2 separate regions of the Mus musculus genome follow, and region 2 is linked to region 1. A link is a contact called in public Hi-C data. All regions are on one chromosome and are shown on one strand. The core of a region is the stretch at or near the end of the contact, and the rest is flanking DNA. Distances in the headings are between cores, read along the strand shown.

Region 1 (6,086 bases), core at 932-3,431:
CCTCTGCCTTTCAGGAAGATTCTGCTCCTTTTCTGTACCTCTGGGTCCACCCTGTCCTCCATACCCAGACACCCTGTTTCCACATTGGACCAGTACAATTTTCCTGTTGAACAATACCTGAGAAACTATTTCCATGGTAAATATTAACCACTTGCTGCAGTATGCTATACTGCGATTCTTGAGTACTTGAGAACAACTTAAATTCTTGGAATTGTTTAATAATTCAATCTTAAAAAAGACGCTTCAATATTGAGCTTTCTTCTTGTCCTTTTCACTGTAACACAAAGGCAGAGAATGAGGAATAAAGGATAAATGGAAAAATGATAATTTACTGATAATTCCCCATTCTTATTTGAAAATGAACACCGTTTTAAATGTGAAAAATACTTCTTCACTCAGCCTAAAGGTTGGGTGTTCTTTTTACTTCTTTATCTGAGTCAGATGACATCTTATGTCTCTTAAGCCTTAGTTAATTCTGAGAGCACTTATTTTTCATAATAATATAATATTATTATTTTTATTATAATATCATATACAATGTTTTAATCATAATACACACGTATAAGAAAGTTTGGGTTAAGATTCTAGGTGTTCAAATAAGAGCAGTTTGAGTATGAAAAATTTTAACCTTCTTGAGTCTCAGTCCCTCTAGGAATGGAAGATCTCTGTTCTCATGTAATTATAAAGTTCCACGGTATTAAAACATGAGGTCTATATTTTATAGTTTAGGATGCTTGCAACTGACTAGCAGTGTGCTGAGCATGGGATGTGCTTCCCAGATTGAGAACACATGCCATGGACGGCCACCAGGTTGAGTATCTCCTACACCTCTTTGTTGATAGCAGAAATCTAACTGAAATGGCTTCATTCGAAAGGAACTCACTGGCTGGTCTAACTGGAAATAGAGGAGGACGTGGACTGTATTGTTAGATTCCAGCTACGGCGACAGAGTCACGTGCTTTGCCTGGGACTTACTGCTGTCATGATGTTTTGGTGTTTTATGCCCTGGTTTCTCTGTGTTGACCTTACATGCCAGGGACACAGAGCTAGAATCTGCAGCAGTGAGACTTGAAGCTTGACCTACTGGGTCTCATGCTTACGTATTAAGCCTTCCAATGGGTTCTACTATATGAATTTTTTTTTTTTTTGGTGTGGTTCAAAACAGTCAGGTAACAGTTATTTCCTAGGGTAACAGAGTCAGAATGGACAAGATCCTTTCAGTGTATATCAGAAAATAATTATATTTCTCTGCCTTTCAAACCTCCTGGGAGAATAATAAGAATTCATCCCATCTCTTTTGACATAGCTTAGAGCAGTTTGCCTTTCTTTTCTCCTGATCCTCGTTCCGGGAATATATGGTAAAAAGCTAAATCTAGTAGCCTTGCTTAATATAAACAAATATGTACATACAATCTCATTATAAAGTTCAGGTGACACGATGCTAAATTTTTGACTCATCATAGCAGGTGATTGTGAAACTACAATTTTGACTCATCATAGCAGGTGATTGTGAAAAAAAAACCCAACAATGTCAGCTACAGTGTGCTGCAATGATTATGTTGTTTGCAACTCCGGGTAGGTTACTGAATGTAATGTAAATGCGTTCCTAATGTTATGTACCATTGTGATACTATTGGAAAAATAAAAATAGAAACTACACAGAAAAGACCGATGATACTGCTGAGCTTAATATTTTTCTGTTATTATATTCATTATACTTTCAGATTTTTAAGTGTGTATTTGAGAATTGTATCTATTTGGATATTTTGAAATATTTGGACAATACAAGTATCCTGATAGCTGACACAGCAGACAATACAGCAATTACTTGAAGCTGAGAACGCTCGAAGCACTCTCAGGATACTTAAATCTCTGTTCTACGATATAATCCTGTGGTGATGTTTATGAGCAAACCTTAATTCAAAGTTTAAAATTTCTGTGGTGGAAACCTTCCAGTTTTGTCATTTGAACTACTTGGGAGAAACTTACTGATACCCAGGGACGCTGCCCATCTACAACTTGGTTATTTTGTCACATAAAGACTGAGTTTTAAAATTTCTCAGTGTTCACGGGTTACAGAGACTATGAGAAATCTTCCCCCTTCTTCTGAAAGGCTACTTCATCAGCACACTGCAAGCATGTACAGCCCGCAGTGAGTCACGTTGCAAGTTTAGTGCTTCCCGGCAAGGAGCTTAGCCTCAAGTTCCACAGCTATTCTTAGCTGCTCCACACCCTGTCATGGATGGAGGATACTGGATGAACTTGCAAATGACATACTGTACTGGTGGCAAACAGGGCAAGTGTCATATTGGGTTACTAAGTCTCTCATTTCTTTTGTGTATTGATGTAGGAGAGGGGACGAATCAACAACAACAACAACAACAAATGGCCCTCCTTGTGATTTCAACCCCTTAACAAACATGAGATCCTGGGTGGGACATGGGGAAAGTGGACTCAGTCTTTTTAGTCTTCCCTATCTCCAGGTTCAGGTCTACATTCTGGCTTAGATACATTGTGTCAAAGCAATAAGAATTCATGTTTCACCAGTACTGCAGCATGGTGACCTGGTGATTCTACAGCAGTTGCAGTTTTGCTTGTACAATGGTGTTCAGAATGGCAACTTGTACTAGCCCTGGCTGGCAACATGGCCAGCCATCACAGGTGCCGGCATTTTGTCTCATGAGATAAACTGTTTCAGCCCAGACAACTTGTAACTCTGCTTCACAAATTGCACCATCACTGTCTTTTTATTTATTTATTTTTAGTTAAAAACTTATAGTCACATCCAAGCAATCTGCTTTCCTGACTTCCTCATGTGTGAGTGTCATTGTGCCTTGCTTGTATTTATGGTACTGACCTGTTCTACTCACTACTTGGTCTTCTCCAGTAGTTCCTCTGCCCTCACCACTCCTGTGTGCATATGTTCAGATGCTTTTTCAATTTGGGCTCCACATGAACAAAAAAGCATGTGAGATTTGTCCTTCTAAATCTCAGCCTGGCTGCTGTTTTACTAAACAGGATGCTCTCCAGGTCCATTGTGGACACAGAGCACAGTTCTGCATGCACTCATCCATTGATGGGTATCCAGGCGAGTTCCATATCTTGTCTCTTTGTATAGTCTGTAGCAAACTGCAATATCTCTGTAGTATGCTCACTTTTATTCCTTTAGGTATATTTCATTGCCTTTTATATGTGTATCTCCTGTGTGTGCGTTTCCCTTCTGTATTTCTCAAGTACATGATCATAGTCCTAGTTACATAGCAGGGATTGTGTATCAATATGAATATATATGTATATATATACATATATAGGATTATATATTTATCTTTGTAATCTGATTTTCAAATTCTGCTATGCTTGTGGAAATGCAGATAGTGTTCAGCATCAAGATATAGAGATGCAAGGGGCTAGAGGGATGGCTCAGCAGTTAAGAGCATTGATGCTCAGAGGTCCTGAGTTCAATTCCTAACAACCACATGGTGGCTCACAACCATCTGTAAATGGGATCTGATGCCCTCTTCTGGTATATCTGAAGAGAATGACAGCATACTCATATAAATAAAATAAATAAATAAATCTTTAAAAAATGCATTTGCTAAGAAAAGATATAGCGATTCATACTTTAAAGCAGTTCTTTTAAAAGACCTTATTTTTTAATATTTGTAGTTATTTTAGGGAGATGATAGAAAATAGAACAAGAAAATGTATATTAAAGATTCAATATAGTCACTTATGATCTGCTGTTTTTCTGAATATATATGCATATATCATATAAATCAGTATAATTGTTAAGTTGTACTGAGTTCATATGTGATCGTTGATATAGAAAAAAACTTAAATGGAATGTATTGGAGGGAGATTTGGAATAAGGTTCTCTGGGACTGAGCTTGAGAAGGTGACATTAATGAAAGAACCAGAAGAAAGGCTCCTGCCATCCTGTTCTGGGACAGAGACCTCAGTTGTTTTTGTCACCTGTATGTGGGAATTCAGGCACTCAAGGAGATGTAATAATTTGGGTTGTTTCCTAGTACTGAGGCATAGATAGTTTCAGTATTTTATATATACAATAATTTCCATGCTCTTATACAATAACCATATGTTAATTTTGAAATAGAAACAATTGATATTCTCTCTCTCTCTCTCTCTCTCTCTCTCTCTCTCCCCCTACTCCCTCTCCCTCTGCCTCTCCTCCTCTCCCCTCTTCATTCCCCTCCCACTCCTTCTCTCTCTCTCTCTCTCTGGTGCTGCAGATTGATCCTAGGGCTTTTTGAACTAAGGTTTATTTATGGAGGCAATCCTCACTTTGACTTAAGAGCAGTACTTGGTATATGCATATTTCGTTTTGGCTCTTAGCTCACCAGGATTGGAAAATTGCATGGTTTTGCTGAAAGTCTGAAATGGGATGCGCTGTACAGTAGTTTGAATGTGAAAGGTCAGGCTGACCTTTGGGAGTAATTCAGAGGCTGCTGCTCATCTCTGCCATCTTTCCCCCACTTCAGGAGGATGCTGCTCTCTCCTTTTGTCAGAGGTCATTTTACCCTCCCATGCTCAGTTGATAGCTTGCTCTATGAATTGAGAGACTAGGATATTCATAGAACTAAACAGTGCTCAGGACTGAGAGACCTCTCCCAATCCTCAGAGGGTGCCCTTACATTTCTGTGTAGCATGTTTGTAGTTCACTCTGTGCTGTTGTAAAAGCCTCATGCTTCTCAATGTAGATAAATGCTAAAAACTGGCTCTGGAAGTTCACCATCAAGGATGCCTTCGTCCCTATAGTGGTCATCTGCATTGCTAACTGCACTTGCTCTTAGTGGAGCATTTCTCTTAGAGAAGGAGGAATCAGGATGAATAAGTACTTTCAACTGAAGGATGGAGAGTTTCTTAGTTTACAATACTGAGATTTTTTTTTTTGTGCTTGTAAACATTTCTACATCTGTCCTGTGATTGTCATTTGCTCTGTGTTGGGGGTGGTTCTGTCTGTGCATTCTTTTTAAGTGAGAAAGCAAAGACACAGAAAAGGTAAGAAACTTGCTTGCAAGAATAGGGTTAACAGTTTTGGAGTACTTACACTTGTCGGGCATGGTTGTGCTTGATAAGGATTTGATATTTGCATGCTCTTTAAAGTAGACCAGGTCACTTTGATATTATATCTATCCCAGTTCTTTAAACAGGAAACAAGGCACTGAAAAATTCAATTATTTGCCTAAGGACATGAAAATCTTGTTAGTGATGGAGAAGGTGCTTGCATTCCAACCCCTGATCCTGCCTGAGAACACTGAGTAGCGTCTGTGTGTAAGTTTGGTGAGGGTGGACTGTGGAGACTGTAGCGAGGAGTCTGCTTTCAGGGATTTCTAAGTATCGTGCTTGCAACCATACTTCCATGGCAATAGAAACTAGCCTCATGGGTTGTATGGCCAACACAGTAAGCACACAACCAAACACAGCCCTGGCCAAATGGATGGAACTAGAAAATATCATTCTGAGTGAGGTAACTCAGTCACAAAAGAACACACAGGATATGTACTCACTAATAAGTGGATATTAGCCCAAAAGTTTGGAATACCCATGGTACAATTCACAGACCATATGAAGCTAAAGAAGAAGGAAAACCAAAGTGTGGATGCTTCAGTTCTTTTTAGAATGGGGAACAAAATACTCAACGGAGGAAATATGGAGACAAAGTGTAGAGCAGAGACTGAAGGAAGGCCATCCAGAAACTGCCCCACCTAGGGAACCATCCCATATACAGACACCAAAATTGGATTCTATTGTGGATGCCAAGAAGTGCTTGCTGACAGGAGCCTGATATAGCTGTCTCCTGAGAGGCTCTGCCAGAGCCTGACAAATAGAGAAGCGGATGCTCACAGCCAACCAATGGACTGAGCACAGGGTCCCCAATGAGAAAGGACTGAAGGAGCTGAAGGGGTTTTCAACCTATAGGAAGAACAACAATATCAGCCAACAAGACCCTCTAGAGCTCCCAGGGATTAAATCACCAACCAAATAGTACACATGGAGGGACCCATGGCTCCAGCCACATATGTAGCAGAGAATGGCCTTGTCAGGCATCAATGGGAGAAGAGGCC
Region 2 (5,937 bases), core at 1,342-3,841, 67 kb before region 1:
CACATGCAGAAGATTGCGAAGGTAGTGTTAGCAGGTTTTGGAAGCTGACTCCTGGAGGTGACTGCATGGCAGAAGGTGGCCAGCAGGGGGCAGTCTCTCCCAGTAGAAGAGAGACGTTGTCTATAGCCATTTGCTTTTTTTTTTTTTTTTTTTTTTTTTGAAAGACTCTTTGAAGGAGCAAAACTGACTTCTTTTTTTTTTTTTTTTTTTTCCATTTTTTATTAGGTATTTAGCTCCTTTACATTTCCAATGCTATACCAAAAGTCCCCCTTACCCACCCACCCCCACTCCCCTACCCACCCACTCCCCCCCTTTGGCCCTGGCGTTCCCCTGTACCGGGGCACACAAAGTCTGCGTGTCCAATGGGCCTCTCTTTCCAGTGATGGCCGACTAGGCCATCTTTTGATACATATGCAGCTAGAGTCAAGAGCTCAGGGGTACTGGTTAGTTCATAATGTTGTTCCACCTATAGGGTTGAAGATCCCTTTAGCTCCTTGGGTACTTTCTCTAGCTCCTCCATTGGGAGCCCTGTGATCCATCCATTAGCTGACTGTGAGCATCCACTTCTGTGTTTGCTAGGCCCCGGCATAGTCTCACAAGAGACAGCTACATCTGGGTCCTTTCGATAAAATCTTGCTAGTATATGCAATGGTGTCAGCGTTTGGATGCTGATTATGGGGTGGATCCCTGGATATGGCAGTCTCTACATGGTCCATCCTTTCATCTCAGCTCCAAACTTTGTTTCTGTAACTCCTTCCATGGGTGTTTTGTTCCCACTTCTAAGGAGGGGCATAGTGTCCACACTTCAGTCTTCATTTTTCTTGAGTTTCATGTGTTTAGGAAATTGTATCTTATATCGTGGGTATCCTAGGTTTTGGGCTAGTATCCACTTATCAGTGAGTACATATTGTGTGAGTTCCTTTGTGATTGTGTTACCTCACTCAGGATGATGCTCTCCAGGTCCATCCATTTGGCTAGGAATTTCATAAATTCATTCTTTTTAATAGCTGAGTAGTACTCCATTGTGTAGATGTACCACATTTTCTGTATCCATTCCTCTGTTGAGGGGCATCTGGGTTCTTTCCAGTTTCTGGCTATTATAAATAAGGCTGCTATGAACATAGTGGAGCATGTGTCCTTCTTACCAGTTGGGGCTTCTTCTGGATATATGCCCAGGAGAGGTATTGCTGGATCCTCCGGTAGTACTATGTCCAATTTTCTGAGGAACCGCCAGACTGATTTCCAGAGTGGTTGTACAAGCCTGCAATCCCACCAACAATGGAGGAGTGTTCCTCTTTCTCCACATCCTCGCCAGCATCTGCTGTCACCTGAATTTTTGATCTTAGCCATTCTCACTGGTGTGAGGTGGAATCTCAGGGTTGTTTTGATTTGCATTTCCCTGATGATTAAGGATCAAAACTGACTTCTTGTATGTTTTAAGCAAACTGTTTTGTGGCTTACAGAGAAGCATCATCTCAGCCTGGTACAACTTCACAACCCGTGGTTCATACTGATTTTTCCCTTGTTAAAAACACTGACTGGGATATTGTCTGGGCATCTGAGCATCATTAAATAGGTGATTCGGATTTTAACTTTTTCTTGAAGGTGATTGATTCATGGCTGTGAATACAGGGCTAGAAGTGTCCCTTTGATATGAGCCTCATATCCCAGGTCCTGGAATTTTTAAGTTAATAACACATGTAGGGAAGAGATTTGTTTAATGATGCACAGCTGTAAAGGGCAAGATCAGAATTAGGGCCAACACATCCAGTTCTTCATGAAGCCTGAGCACTGGGCTGGAGCACTGAGTTAGAGCACAGAGCGACCAGTGACTTCCTTGACCTTGGCAATTGTCTGGAACCAGTAATCCGTCCTGAGAATTGACATGCTCAGAGAGAGGGGCAAAAACAAACACTGGTCTCTGGCAGGCTGACAGAATCCACACATGCTCGACAAATGATTATCTTCGGTGTGAGTCCCTTGGCAATGAAGGACAGCTCTAGCCCGTAGCTGGGTGATAAAGATGATCATGCTAGAGAAGGAAAGAAACTCCCAGGGGAAGCTTGGCTCAGGAGGGTGTCTCGTGCTTCTTCGCCATTGCGGTTGCTTTTGCCGTGGGCAGCCACAATAAGAAAGGGGGCATGCGAAGTGTGCTGTTCACATAACAACTAGAGAGCCCATGCTGGCTGGAGCTTAGAGTCCAACTACCTGGCGAGCCAGAAATCACCCTGGTTTCTGGAGTTCAGCCTGGTAAGTTTGCTCCGCTGCCACCCCACCAGCTGCCTTTTATCATAGGGATCCCTACCTAGGGAGGGCTGAAGTTTGAGGCCAAGGACCAGAAGCTAATGGTGGCTTTCCAGATGGAAACCTTGGCTGATAAAACTAGATTTAATAAACATGGGAACAAGCCCACGGCAAGACTCCTGGAGCTCACTTCCTTGTGTTTTTAAACGTGGTGGTTTGGGACTGCTGAGTGACTTTGCCAGGGAATGGTACTGCTTTGGATGGAAGTGGCTGGGTTGTGTGCCCCGTGGAGTCGGTTCCACAGCAATGCAGAAATCGTGGTGTCTGGTCCTTTCTGGCCAGCAGGGGGAGTGTGCCCCACATCCGGATGGTCGGTGTTACTTCCTGTGCCTCCCCCCACTCCAGCGGGAGCCGTCAAGCCCAGAGTGGCCTGCCTGAGGTGACTCGACTTTCCCCTTGGCTTAATCCATCCCTGGCCCAGTCCTGCCCAGATAATCGATCCTACATCTGCTTCAGCATCTGCAATAAGTAACTTGTCTCATTTGTTTGGAGAACATTCAGTGGGGAAAAAAGTAACCGGACCCATAAAGTAAGCCTATAATGTCCCCCGGGGGTATTTCCCCTTTATGAGAGAGACAAGCTTTGTTTTCTCAATGTCTCAGAAGGGAGAAGTTGTCTAGTGTTAATATGAGGGTTACTTACAGTAGACTGACTCTCAACATGCTCACTCAACTACATTTTACAAGGGGGAGAAAAGGCTACTCAACTTTCTAGTAGGATCCAAGCACCCCCGGTATCACGTAGGTATTGTCGGCGTAAAGCCCATGTGTCTCTCCTCACCCACCCCTGCCCCTGCTGAGAAATCCTGCAGGACTCTAGGAGGAGCTTGATGAAGTGAGAGAGGGGAGGAAGGAGACATGGCTTCAGCCTGTTGCCCTGGCAACTTTGGTTCTCCCTCTTCCTGAGTCAGCTCTTGACCTTTTAATTTTCTGAGTAAGTTGGTCGGAGACTGTTTAGGATCTATGGGTTGGATGGGAAGAGGGGAACCGTCTGCAGGAATCAATGTTTATTTACCTGTTTGTGAGGCGGGGTCTCATGTGTCCTAGGCTGGCCTTGAACTCTCTGGATAGCTCTGGATGACCTTGATCTCTGATCCTCCTGCCTCTATCTGCCAACTGCTACAGTTACAGGCAGGCATACACCCCTGAAGACTGGCGGAATAAACCATCTTGCCTTGAAGGTGCTATAGAAACACCAAGAGGAGTTAACAGCCAACCAGTTTGTGGCTTTGGTATTTTGACTTTTGAGCAGTTGAGGATGGACATAAGCTACACAGAACCTACAAAGCGATGGACATGCATGAGCAGGCACGTTACGTGAAGTGTGAAGCATGTGTAGCTTAGCAGAGGGAGCAACTCAGTCCAAGTCAGATTTAGAACTGGCTTTAATATGGTGTTGTGTCAAGATCTCCTGGGTACCACAGGGACTGGATTTGGGGTGTATGTTAGGGCAATGATAGCATCTTGTCCTTATGAGTATTTCTTATTAGAACCACCCAAAAGAAAGAGTTGTATTAAAAAGCTTGTGACATGACTTAGTCTTCAGTATTGCAGGACAATGAAAAGCCACATCTGTGGCTCTCGCTTGGAAATCTTATTATTAAGAGCGAAGACTTAAAAAAAGCGCATGAGAACACCTCCAAGAAATGTTAACTTCATTTGTGGGATTTACCAGTCACAGTGATGTGTGAATACAGTTCTGCCAAGATATGTGGCGTATGTTTTACTCAGTGCCTCATGGCTGCTGCTCTGTGGACTCCTAATGCGGACCCTTTCAAGTTTATCTGCTGTGTGAGAAGGAAGCCACCAACTTCTTACAAAAAGAAAACATCTTCCTCTCGATTACGGTTTAAAGCTTTCTAAAATATTTCCTCACAAAGTCGCCAAGGAAGTGATTTTAGAACTACCCGTTTTTAAACTTTTCCTTTCAGTTCGAATTCCGAATGGACATTCTAGATGTCAGCTGAGAGGTTTTCATTCCAGGCCACCTCACCTGGGCAGCTCACGGTCTCTGATCTGTGGGCCTATGGTAAGCTGGCTGGCTCCCTTGTGATGTTGAGTAGAAAAACCATCAGTCAGCTTGGGTCCAACATGGTTCCTCCGTGTTCCACTCTTTGACTTTTAAAGGTTTCTTTTCTTACTCCATTGCCAGCCTTCATCTCTGCTTATGCTTTTTCCTCCTTTATCCCCACCCCCCGTGTGTGTGCGTGTGTGTGTGTGTGTGTGTGAGAGAGAGAGAGGGGGGTAAGAGAGAGGGGTGTGAGAGAGGGTGTGTGAGAGACAGTGTGTATGTTTGTGAGAGAGAGAAAGAGAGAGAGAGAGAGAGAAAGTATGTGTGAGAGGCTCTGTGTGTGTGTGTGAGAGAGAGAGAGAGAGAGAGAGAGAAAGAGAGAGAGAGAGAGAGAGAGAGAGAGGGAGACAGAGTGTCTGTGTATGTGTGCGTGTGTGTGAGAGAGAGAGGGTGTGGGTGTAAAAGAGGGTGTGGGTGTGAAAGAGAGAGAGAGAGAGTGTGTGTGTGTGAGAGGGGGGAGAGAGTATGAGAGTGTGTGTGAGAGACAGATGTATGTGTGTGTTTGTCTGTGTTATCTCCTAGAATGGGAAAGATTTCAGCTCACGAGAAGTGCTGGTCACACTTTAGAGAGGTCTCGATTGCACTTAATGTACAGTTTTTTACCTGAGAGAAAGGCTGTTGTTCAGCTGTGTCTTCTCCACAGCTCAAAGCAGGGGGCCGAAAGCACCATTTTTCAGCAGTTACTAAATCATAGAAAAGTGTGACATGTGTCTGGGGAGAACAGGGCAATTCCGAGAGGGTTTTATTCTCCCTGTTATTTCTTTAAGCTTTGAGTATCAGTGCTCAGTTTTAAGTTCCCATGGCGGATGCTCTTATTTTATCGGAAAACTTCAGTGAAATCTCTCAGTGCTGTTATCCAGGGTAGCTTGCAGAACCCAGCCAAGTCTTCCCAGTCCCTCCTCTTTGAGGTCTCCCTTCCTCTGTACTTATCAGATCCTTAGAACTGGCTTCATGGAAGTTAAATATTAGTAATAAGAAAGCCAATACCCCCCAGGGCCCAGAGATTAAGTATCATCCTGGGGTTTGATAGTCAGTCTTTGAAAGGTAAGAACAAACCATGAGCCAGTTGAATTCATTGGAAGGAGTCAGACTGGAGGACAGGGAAGACGGGGAGAATGTTGAGGACGGGGAGGACGGGGAGGATGGGGAGGACAGTGTCCCCAGAGGTTCTGAGTCCTGAGCACCTTCGGGCCACAGAAAATTCCTTTTCTTCCCCGTACATCACCGAGACAGCTCATTTCATTAGCAGTGATTTTGCCACCCTTGACAGACTGATTTATCTTCCAGCCTAAGCAAACATTACCTCTCTCCATTCTATCGATGGTTAATCGAGCCAACCAAAAGACTGGATGACTTTTAACAAATGGCTGTTTATTTTCCTTTGTGTTTTGAAAAATATTCCTCAAGTCACACATTCTACTGATGAGGCAGATGTCACTTCTTGAAGACATATGTGTATGATGTATATGCATGTGTCTTTTTGTCTAGAAGTAATTTCACGTTTATGGAAGTTTCTTGAGTAAGAATAGCATAAAGAACAGTATTTCACCAGTCCTCAGGGTC

The links. Hi-C and Micro-C count contacts between places; a contact is called where the count stands out from the background.
Region 2: a Hi-C map of muscle stem cells shows a contact between it and region 1, with 2.4 times the contacts expected there. The contact joins two enhancer-like sites. A contact is called at or near these places in 6 of 484 Hi-C or Micro-C datasets (the C2C12 cell line, the HL-1 cell line, cerebral cortex and 3 more).

The regions. Positions count from the first base shown.
Region 1 is chr9:77,306,851-77,312,936 of GRCm38.p6, reverse strand. It overlaps a transcript of Mlip not described here. Among named protein-coding and RNA genes, the nearest start is that of Mlip, 58 kb to the right of the region's middle. Within about 2 kb of position 2,181, at least 15 of the 459 cell types and tissues checked have an H3K27ac peak or open chromatin away from gene starts, as enhancers often do. A contact at or near this core is called in muscle stem cells, where this site is marked.
Region 2 is chr9:77,373,960-77,379,896 of GRCm38.p6, reverse strand. The region is part of intron 3 of 5730403I07Rik (RIKEN cDNA 5730403I07 gene); the gene reads left to right. Among named protein-coding and RNA genes, the nearest start is that of 5730403I07Rik, 22 kb to the left of the region's middle. Within about 2 kb of position 2,591, at least 5 of the 459 cell types and tissues checked have an H3K27ac peak or open chromatin away from gene starts, as enhancers often do. A contact at or near this core is called in muscle stem cells, where this site is marked.